3 separate regions of the Mus musculus genome follow, and regions 2 and 3 are each linked to region 1. A link is a contact called in public ChIA-PET and promoter capture Hi-C data. All regions are on one chromosome and are shown on one strand. Each heading gives the region's core, a stretch centred on a gene start, on an enhancer-like site or on the middle of the called end of the contact. The rest is flanking DNA. Distances are from core to core; before and after follow the strand shown. Region 1 holds the start of Zfp472 (zinc finger protein 472). Region 2 holds the start of A530088E08Rik (RIKEN cDNA A530088E08 gene). Region 3 holds the start of Cyp4f39 (cytochrome P450, family 4, subfamily f, polypeptide 39).

What was found. Promoter capture Hi-C pulls out the DNA fragments that hold promoters and counts their contacts. ChIA-PET counts read pairs in DNA pulled down with a chosen protein or histone mark.
Region 2: a contact with region 1 is called in an RNA polymerase II ChIA-PET map of memory CD8 T cells, with 5 read pairs. The contact joins the promoter of A530088E08Rik here to the promoter of Zfp472 in region 1. A contact is called at or near these places in 14 of 39 promoter capture datasets (the 3T3-L1 cell line, 3T3-L1-derived adipocytes, embryonic stem cells and 9 more) and 2 of 115 datasets of contacts at active chromatin or transcription factors (bone marrow-derived macrophages and memory CD8 T cells).
Region 3: a promoter capture Hi-C map of stem cell-derived epiblast-like cells shows a contact between it and region 1, with 2.6 times the contacts expected there. The contact joins the promoter of Cyp4f39 here to the promoter of Zfp472 in region 1. A contact is called at or near these places in 4 of 39 promoter capture datasets (cranial neural crest, frontonasal cranial neural crest, hippocampal neurons and 1 more).

The regions. Positions count from the first base shown.
Region 1 is chr17:32,964,173-32,967,544 of GRCm38.p6, forward strand. It overlaps Zfp472 (zinc finger protein 472), which reads left to right and starts at 1,659. Exons shown (of 4, transcript NM_153063.3): 1 at 1,659-1,757. The coding sequence starts at 1,737. It also overlaps the pseudogene Cyp4f41-ps.
Region 2 is chr17:32,401,462-32,404,833 of GRCm38.p6, forward strand. A530088E08Rik (RIKEN cDNA A530088E08 gene) reads left to right here and starts at 1,553. Exons shown (of 1, transcript NR_029458.1): 1 at 1,553-3,347. Rasal3 (RAS protein activator like 3) reads right to left here and starts at 2,120. Exons shown (of 18, transcript NM_001374604.1): 1 at 2,060-2,120; 2 at 1,595-1,938. The coding sequence starts at 1,922.
Region 3 is chr17:32,451,246-32,454,617 of GRCm38.p6, forward strand. It overlaps Cyp4f39 (cytochrome P450, family 4, subfamily f, polypeptide 39), which reads left to right and starts at 1,478. Exons shown (of 14, transcript NM_177307.3): 1 at 1,478-1,551.

The DNA of each region.
Region 1 (3,372 bases), core at 409-2,908:
TAAACAGTTTATAAGGAGGAACTTATTTTGGCTCTTGGTTTTAGGTCACAGTCAGCTGATCTCCTTGGTTTAGGCCTGAGGTAAAACAGAGGATCATGGTGGGAAGCCCAAGGAGTCAAGTTGCTCATCTCATGGTGGCTGGGAAGTAAATAGATAAATGTTCATGCTTGGTTGCTTAGGAAAGGGCTAGAGTTCCAATACTTGCTTCAAGGGCACATCTTTCAGGACTTTACTTCCACTCAGCAGCCCCCCAATCACTAAGTTTCCATCACCTCCAAGCAGCATCCGCGGACCATATCTTCAACACACAAGCTTTGGTATTTAACATCAAACCCCAAACTAAAAATTAAGTCATTTTATCCAGCTATACCGTTCTAGATATACACGAAGAGAGTAAATGTCACCATGTAACTAAGATTCCTGCACACATATTTATTGCAGCATTGAGCATCCAAGTGATGGAGTCACCCAAGGAGCCTAGCAGTGGAGGAACAAATGGATAGAATATATGTGGTATTTATGAAAGTGAAGTATTATTCATCCACAAAAGAATGTTGTTTGCAAAAAAAAAAAAAAAAAAAAAAACACGGAACTGGAGATCATCATGTTAGGGAAATGAGCCAGGCTCAAATCAACAGATATTACATGTTTGCTTTTATATGATGAGCCTAAGTAGGCAAAATGAAAGTAGAAGGATGTTTATTAAGGCAGAGGGATTTTTAAAAAGCCAATCAGAGTGAACATAATCAAAGTTATTTCACAGAGGAATTTAAACAGAAATCAGTTTTGGTTTGCTATCATGGCTTTTCCCAGCTTACTCTGATTGAAGAGCAAAGGATTTATTCAAAAGTGACGTTATGACACTATTTGTATGTCGGAAAAAAAAAATACCAGGAAGAGCCCGCTGAGCCCAAGAGGCTGTGAATGGGGCTGGAGAGTTGGTGGATAAGGGCGCATGATAAACACCTAGGACTGGAGTTCAGATTCCAGCACTCACGTTAGAGATCCCCTGCACATTTCTGAATCACTATCTATGAGGACGGCTCAAATAAGAGGATCGCTGTGGCTAGCTGGCTTCCATTATTAGCCAAGGAAACCCGAGCCCCAGGTAAAGTGATGAGTGAAACAAACAAACAAACAAACAAACAAACCCTGCCTCAATGGAAAAGCGAGTGGACTTCTGCCGTCTTCCGGCCTCAGTGAGCACTCGCGCACACACGGATTCATCCACGTAGACACATAAAACTAACAAATCTTTCAGAAGCCCTGGACCTGTGTGTGGTGTAGACGGGAGAATTCTGACTATATAGCTCTGGCTGACTCGAAACTCAATAACGTAGACAAAGCTAGCGTGGAACTGGTATTAAAAAGTGCACCACCACTCCCGGGCTGGAAGGTGTTCTGAAATGTGATAACCCTCCAGGATGAAATCACATTTATTTCGGAGAAAAGGTATGAGCTTGGACAGGGCAGTTGTTGCAATCTGTACTTACAGACCCATTTCGGTGGTAAGCGTTGCTGAACCTGATAACTCAGTTCTAAGGAGTTGGGTCCGGAATAATTCACGAACCAGGGTGACTGTTACTCCCCTGAGCTATCCAATAAGAAGCACGGATAGTGGAGGGTGGCTCCCTTGCCGCCATATTTGAGTTCCGGGTAGCTGGAGGGAGGAGAGTTGTGCTTGAGCTTCCCGGTGCCTGTTCTGCCGACTGCCGCTCAGTAGGAAGAACGCCTGGATGCATCAGAAGCAGGAAATGGTGAGTGTGCCCTGGACTCTTGGAAGGTGGGCGGAGGGTTCTGACACTGCCACGGCTTTGCTGTAAGGTGGCGCCGGCTCCCCGACGTGTGCAGCAATTTGAGATGGACTTTGGGAGTGCCGTCAACCCGGGTGCACTTGAGTTGTATGCTCTGTTAGCGGAGTCCCGTCCTGTCCCTTCCCTGTGAAGCTGCTTCGTCCCTAGTTTCTAGTCCTCCCATGACGAGCCTGCGCCGCGAACCCGAGCCTCCGCTGACATTGCAGCTGCCAAGTTGGTGACGCCGCGTCCAGACTGCGGTGAAGGCACGTGGGTGGTGTGCACTGTTTTGCACTTTTTCATTTCCTTGTTCCCTGCTTTAGTTTTACACTGTGGTCATCCTGAAGAGAGGCTCGTGCTCGTGTGTTCTCTCTCTCTCTCTCTCTCTCTCTCTCTCTCTCTCTCTCTCTCTCTCTCTCTCGGCTTCTTTTTTAAAGTACTAGGGATGGAACCTCAGGTCTCATGCTAAGCGAACGCTTTACCATAGACCTGTAGACCTGTATCTCCATCCCTCATCCTGAGTTCACAGCTGGATTTGTTAGCTGTGATAGGCAAAATTCCCTATTTGTATGTACTGATTAATTAAGCTGATCATTTCTGAAGTAAAGGTTAGATTTTGGAGACCTTTTCCAAAGGAAAGTCTCGATAGCAGTGAAAAAGCCCAGGGCAGGGAGGGATTGTGTTGTTCTGTCCGTTTATACGGGATTTCACTGGGTACCATTGGCTGGTCTGGAAAGAGTTATGTAGACCAAACTAGTCTGGAACTCTAGATCCTCCACAGTGCTACGTGTGTTTCTGCTCATATGGGAGGGTATTCTGGGACTTGGAAGCCCAGGAGCCATACATACAGCTCTGAAGGGAAAAGGTGTCCCAATGAGGACATCCTCAAACACGGGAGCCCAGGAACCACACAGCTCTGAGAGGAAGCCTCCTCAGCAGTTCCCAGAGGAGGGTATCCCCAGCTGAGCTGAGGAGTTTAGGAGCTTACAGGCTTCAGCTGCCCTTTCTCTTCTCTTCTTTGCTTCTTTTCTTCTTAGCTTCTTCTGATGAGAGCCACTCCAGGCAGTAGATCTTATAAAGGAGACTTATTGGAGAGAAAAATGGAGAGGGATGGCTGCCCTCTGCTCCCAGAGCTGACTGACATGGGAGAATTGGACAAAGGGCAGGACTTGGATAGGATTTCTTAGAGAGTGGACAGAAATTTCCAGATTGAGGTGTGGTGTGAGTTCAAGTCCTGAGCTTGGGATTTCCTGTTAAGGGATTGGTGGGTTTTTTTCACCCTTTCCCCTGCATTGGGCCCATGGGTTAAGATGGGAAGTCCTTCCTGGCTTCAGGTTGCCTGGGCTGATGGGCCATCCTTGTGGAGCTGCTCCAGGAGGCTGGAGAGGAGGTGCTGCCACTGTGGACAGCTCCTGTGACAACTCCAGGCTGAGAAATTGTGGTTCGGCCATAGAGCCGATATTTTGACAACTCCTGTGCTGGCCTCTTACTGCAGCCTTAGGCAAGGTGGGAAAGAGGGGACTACACTGGGATTATAGGTGATTTCCACCCCCTCCGCCACCCACTGTGTATATATATA
Region 2 (3,372 bases), core at 303-2,802, 560 kb before region 1:
TTGACTTTATTGATTTATTTGTGTGGGTTCAGGAAGGGGAAGGGCAACACTTAGGTGTCAGTCTCTCCTTGGCCATGTGGGCTCAGGGTTTCCACCAGGTGCTTTGACTTGCCGGTCACCTCGCCAGAGCCTCAGTTGTTTTGAGATAAAGCCTTGTTACATGGCTTACGCAGGCCTAGAACTCAAGACTGATCATCTTCCTGCTCCTGCCTTCCAAGTGCTGGGATTTTAGTAGTCCTAACCCTGATGAATGGAAGGCATTTCAAAACTTTCCAGGAAAAGAGCTGAACTAACCATGAGCTTCCAGCAAACGCCAGCTCAACCAATCTTTCTTTTTTTTAAAGATTTATTTATTTATTATATGTAAGTACACTGTAACTGTCTTCAGACACACCAGAAGAGGGCATCAGATCTCATTATGGATGGTTGTGAGCCACCATGTGGTTGCTGGGATTTGAACTCATGACCTTCAGAAGAGCAGTCAGAGCTCTTAACCACTGAGCCATCTCTCCAGCCCGGAACCAACCTTTTAGGTGTATTTTCAACCCGATTTTACCACTAGAGGTGATACATACAACTCTTCTTTTTTTCTTGGTGGTGGGTGTAAAACCCACAATCCCACAACCCCTCCCATGTTAAGCAAGTGCTCTATCACCGAGCCACATCCGAGGCCCTAACTCTTTCCTACAATTGGATCTCTTAGTATATGCTAGGCCCTGGTCTCTAATCTTCCTAGTGTCCACTAGTCTCCCAGTTCTCATTTTGCAGCAGGTTTGTAACTGTTCCTCCCCCACCCACTACAACGTGAACTCCACAGGGCAGGGAGTGTCATCTGCTTTGCTGACATCTCTCCTTAGTGCTTCACTCAGGGACCAATTCGATGCTCAAAAAACTTCTGCTTGGCCCAGCAAGATGGCTCAGCAAATAAAGGTGCTTGCCTCCAAGGCTGTCTGAGTTTGATCCCCAGGACTCACGTAATTGAAGGAGAGAACTGACTCCTGAAAGTTGTCCTTTGACTCCAGGAACCATGGCTTGCTTGCTCCTTTCTAATATAAATAAATAAATGCAGGTTGTCCTCTGACCTCAACACGTGTTGTGATAAAGGACACACACACACACACACACACACACTGAATGAACATCTGCTTGAATGAATGAATGAATGAATGAATGAATGTTGTCTTTAAGGCAGAGAAGGGGAATTTCACATTCAAGGAAACAAAGTAAGACATAGGCTATGTATATATGGCAGCTCAAATCCACATGTAGCCAACGGCTTGGTCTACTGGATACCGAAGACAACAACCGTCAGTGCCAAGAACAATTAGACATCCTCACAGTACTAAGGTGCATGCATCCATTCAATGCTCCTTTCTCAGCTGAACCCCAGCTGCCTACGGGTCCTGCCAGTCTTCCTCGCCCCAGTTTAGGGGGAAAGAGAGATGAGCGCTGCTAGGGGCCCCAGCCGCTTCCTGCTGGGCTTTCATACTCCCCACAACTTCCTGTGTCTAGAGGGCTGATGCTAGATTGACAGACAAACACCCAGGCTTCCGGCCACCCAGCCTAGCCCCAGCTGGATTGGGGGAGAGCGTACCTGGGGCCTTCGGATTTGGCTTGGGTTCCAGTGGTGCCACGTTCTTGTGCCTTCCCCACAGGGTCTTGGAAAACCGGAGGCGATTGGACCGTGACTCCTTAGGGGGTGCAGAGAGGACCCGACGAAACAGAGATCTGGGGGCTGGCTGGCTGTTCACCATGGGCTCCTGATGGCTCAGGGCCCTTCCCCAGCCTGCAAAGCGGCCCCAGCGGAACCCTCCAGCAGCCTTTTCCCCACTGCCTCCAGTGTGCCAGCGGTAGGATGTCAGCGGAGAGGGCAGCGAGGGCTGCGTTTGGGAATCTTCTTCACTCTGCAACGGTGGGTCCATGGCGGAGGAGTCTCTGCTGCGAGACCAAAAGGTTCTGAACATTGTCTGCCCACATTCTGGCTTCATCTTCCCTGGTCTCTTCTCAGCTTCGCCTCCAGGAACATACTTGAGGATGCCACACGTACACCCTCCCTTACCTTGATTTCCTGGCCAGTCCAGAACCAGCAGCCGTCTGTACTGTGCCTAGCTTCCTTCCTCAGAACCTAGCTCCACGTGACCCTGTCTTGTCTCCCCCGCCCCCCCCCCTTTACAGTCAGGCTGGGAGGGCATGATGGGGGCAGGATGCGGAGGTGGCGGGGTGGAAGAGAGGTTGGCAGTTCTGGCTTCTGACGAGAAGGTCTAGGAGGCAGTACATACTTCTCTTTGAGCTTCAGTTGCCTTCTGTGAAATGGGAACATCTTGGATAAATGCTGGCTAGCAAGGCCCCCTAAAGTCTCCTGGTGGCCGGAGTGTGGAAAGACTCACTTATGTAGGGAAGCTGCCACAATTTTATTGGAATGGATTTATTATTTGTGTGTGTGTGGATGCTATAGTGCTCATATGGTGATCAAAGGACAGCCATGTGGAGGTAGAGTCAGTTCTCTCCCACCTTTGTGTGAGATTGGAGGCTGGAACTCCGGATCGTACATGGCAAGTGACATTACCCGCTGAGCCATTCACCAGCCCCTCCACCTTGGGAGTGGAACCTAGGGCCTGGGTGCAAGGCCTATGCTCTATTACTTAGCCACATGCCTAGCCGTCTTTTCATTTTTTATTATACAGACCGGGCCTTGAGCTCACGGCATGTGTTGTAGCCCAGGCTGGCCTTGGACTCTTGGCTAGACGTTCCCCAAACCAGTGTTAAGTTAGAACTAAAGATTGCATGTTCGTGACAGTTGTAGCCCTCATTGTGCCACACCTCCAGTCCTTGTTCTAGCATGGTTATGTGGCTCTCCTCAGATCCAGTATTTCCCCTGCTAGGCAGACATCCAATAGACATGGCCACCAACACTGCACCTAAGGACTCCATAGACCCCAGGTGTCCACTGACAGCTGGACAAATACTCAGTGACATTTCCACACCGAAGAGTATCGTATAGCAAGGAAAATGAATAAATTCTTTAACTAATGATGTCAGACGAATCACAGTGCGGAACAAAAGCAAAAGCTGAAGAGTATACCCTGTGTGAGTTCAGTCATCTAGTATAGAGTCCTAACCTTTACTCAGAGTGATAACTACACACACACATAAAAATCTAGTACTTAGGAATCTGAGGCAGGAAGCTTGTGAGTTCAAGGGGGAGCCAGGGCTCTCCTGCAAGACCCTGTATCAAAGAATAAAAAAACTAAAGAAGAAAGAAAGAAGGAAAGAAAGTAAGAAAGAAAGAGAGAAAGAAAGAAAGAGAAAGGAAGGAAGGAAGAAAAAAAAGAAAGAAAGAAAGAAAGAAAGAAAGAAAGAAAGAAAAGTAAA
Region 3 (3,372 bases), core at 228-2,727, 510 kb before region 1:
TCTCTGCCCACCGACCCAAGTCAGTTGCCTGCCACCCACCAGCCTGCTCAGCCCTGCCATATGGTCTGTCTCACATTCAAGGGTGGGTCTGACTGGATACTTCTGAAGCAGATGGGCTGGCCAAGGACAATATCCTGCTGCAAGGTCAAGTGCCTATGAATGGGTGGGTTTGGTTGAGGTGGGACCTGAATAGTCTAATGCTTCTGGAGACCCTCCCCTCATCTTGTATTTTTGCATCTGTTCATTTAAACTGTATATATTTAAGCTACATTATTTACATTATTTTGTGTACATGAGTGTTTTGTCTGTATGTTTGTATGAGCATCATGTGCATGCCTGGTGCCCTCCAGGTCAGAAGATGTTGTTGGGTCCCTTAGAACTGGCATTGGAGATGGTTGTGAGCTGTCATTTCTGTATTCACTAAGGTAGTGTGTGGGTCACAGTGGTCTGTGGTGGGCCTGTAGAGGTCAGGGACATCTTGTGGGAGTTGGTTCTCTCCTTCCATCACGAGTCCTAGGGATGAACTCAGGGAGTCATGCTCGGTGGTGATTGCTTTTACCTTGAACTCTGGTGGCCTCTTTTTGTTTTTCCTTAGAAAAATTTTATTATTCTTATTTAAAGATTTGTTTTTTTATCATTTTTGATTATGTGTAGTGTATCCACCTGTGTGAAGATGTATACACATGGATGCAGAGCCTCTGGCTCCTTCAATCTCCTGGAACTGGAATTACATACAAGCAGCTGTGAACAAGTGTTTTACATCTCTGACCCAGTTCTCCAGAGCCCCTTTTCTTCATTACTCTATCTCTCCTCTATCTGTCTGTCCGTCCATCCATCTAATCTATCTATCTATCTATCTATCTATCTATCTATCTATCTATCTATCTATCTATCTATCTATGGTTTCCTTAAGTAGTCCAGGCTGGGCTGGAATTTGTGATTTTTCTGCTTCCAAGTCCTGGGACAGTGGATTGAGGGGATTGTTTGGACTGAAGGAACAGCTGCAGAATCCGGCCCAGGAGGGCAGGTAGGGCAGGCTCCAGGAAAAACAAGTAGCCCTCCGCCCTGGGGCTGATGGAGTCTGAGAACTCTTGAGAGGCCCCAAAGAATACTCCTGTGGAACAGTGAGAGTCTCGGAGGTGATGGTGCAGGAAGTCCTGTGCAAGCTTGGGAACCCGTTCTGGTATTGGAGATGAGTGACCCAGAGTGGAAATGAGGCTCTGATAGGAGTCAAGACCAGGGAGTCGGAAGGGTCAGGCTCTTAGTTGTCTGCATTTTCACGCCTCCCTCTTTGTCTGTTAAGCTCTCTCTTTCTCTGTCTGTCTCAGCCTCCTTGTCTCAGGTTTGCATCTTGGGGGCCAGACTTGCAAGCAACCGGGCAGGGGCGTTGCCAGTATGGGCGTGGCCCCGGAGTTGTGAGGCGGGGCTCAGCGCTCAGCCCGAAGCTTGTAAAGGGCTGGGGCTCAGCCCGGCAGGTTTAAAGGGTTGGGGCTGTCAGACTGCACTGTCAAAGAAGCGGATCTGGATCGAGAGCGGCAGGCTGAGACCCGGGTGAGTGTGTGGGTCCAGCGACTGTGGCCTTAGCGGGGCGGGGCGGGGCGAACATCAGTGGGCACAGCTAATTTCAGGACCCCACGACCAGTGATGAGGTTGAGTGACCAGGAGCAAGATGTTGCTGTATCCCCAAAGGTTGCTGGGATTATGCTCATTTTTATTTCCTGAGCGCGCTCTGGTGTCCCGGGAGTCGCTTCTTTTTGAGTGCGGGTTGTAGAAAGAGAGGGGGCACTTTTTGGCTAGAGATTTCTGTTCTGGGACACCTCCTTATAGGGTTTGCCTGAGTCGTTGATGTATTTATTGTCTTGAAGAGAAAGCCTGAGCTGGGCGTGTATTTCTGGGACACAAGTTTTTTTTTTTCAGCATATTTGAAGCTGTCCATCTTGCCGATGGGTCTTTTGGTTGTGGTCCAGCCGCAGTCAGGAATGCTGTGCTCATCCACAGAAGTGTCAGCATCTCCAAGTTCCCTTCTTTGCAAATAAAACAGTGGTCCAGCCTCTCTACCTTTGTCTATGAGCCCCGAAAGTTAGTCAAAGATTTGTCCTGTAAGTGCTGTCTGGTGTTTCAGGGGCCTGGCCCAGACTGGTTTAGAACTATTGATGGGCTGGCCACCTTGGTCTCTGAAAAGGGTTGTGGCTCACTACTTGGGGAAATCTCTGGCTTGAAGTGAGAGATAAGGAGGAAGAGGCTGCCTTTGGCTCCCGCATAGGCAAGAGTCCCTTTATTGGTTAATATACCTCCACAGTTCATTGTGCATTCATTACCCCACAGTTAAGCCTTCTTTCCCTCCCCTCCCACCTCCCAATTTCTCTGTCTTGAAGCTGACTCCAGCAAGAGCCTGTAACATCTAAGTGCCTTGAAGATGAAACCCCCTGAGATCCCTGCCCAGACCCTGATTTGATTGTGGGGGGAGATGAGGGCTGGAGCAGGGGATTACAGACATTCAGAGGGCAAGCTGGGATTGGAACAAACAAACCCTGGCTGACCTCAAAATCCTGGGCCACTTTCTGATGGCCTCGACATCTCTGTAGAGCCCAGCTTGGGTTTCCGAAAGGTAACATTAGCTATGGGCTCATGTCTTGGCGGTGACCAGAGTTGGTAACCACAGAGGGGCTTGGATGACCTGGGAAACATTCAGAGAATGAGACCTCATCTCTCCTATTCAACTAGCCTTGGACTTTATTCTGTAAGTCCCAGATGTCTAGGTAGCAAGGATGGACATGTTGACAGCATCAGGTGGCCCTACCTGAGAATGAGTAAGCACTTTCTTTGTTTACTTTTGCTTTTAATTTGTGTGCGTCTGTGTCTGTGTTTGTGTATGTCAGCACAAGAGTGAAAGCTACAGAACAGCTTTCAGCAGTCTGTTCTCTCCTTCAAGCACGTGGGTGTCAGGGACTGAACCCAGGTTGTCCAGCTTGGCAGTAGGTACTTTTACCCACTGAGCCATCTTGATGGCTCATATATATTCTATATGTCATCATATCTCTGTGAGGTGGAGAAATATGATTCCTGTCTGAAGCAACTGGGGCTCAGAGAGGTGTGGACACTTGCCTCAAGTGGCACGGTTACCAGGGAGAGGGCACTATGGAATCCCTTCTGTGGCTTGGGTCCAAGTGTGCCGTGTTTGCAATGGTATGCAGAGGTCATTACGTCCCAGGTTGCCACTGCCTTCAAACTTCTTTTAAAGGCAGTGCTTATTTTGGGATGGGACAAAGAATATACACGTTTCAAGCTTTTTTTTTTTTTTCTTAAAGACTGAACTGTTTTTATTTTTCCCATTTTTTAAAGATTTATTTATTATTATATGTAAGTACACTG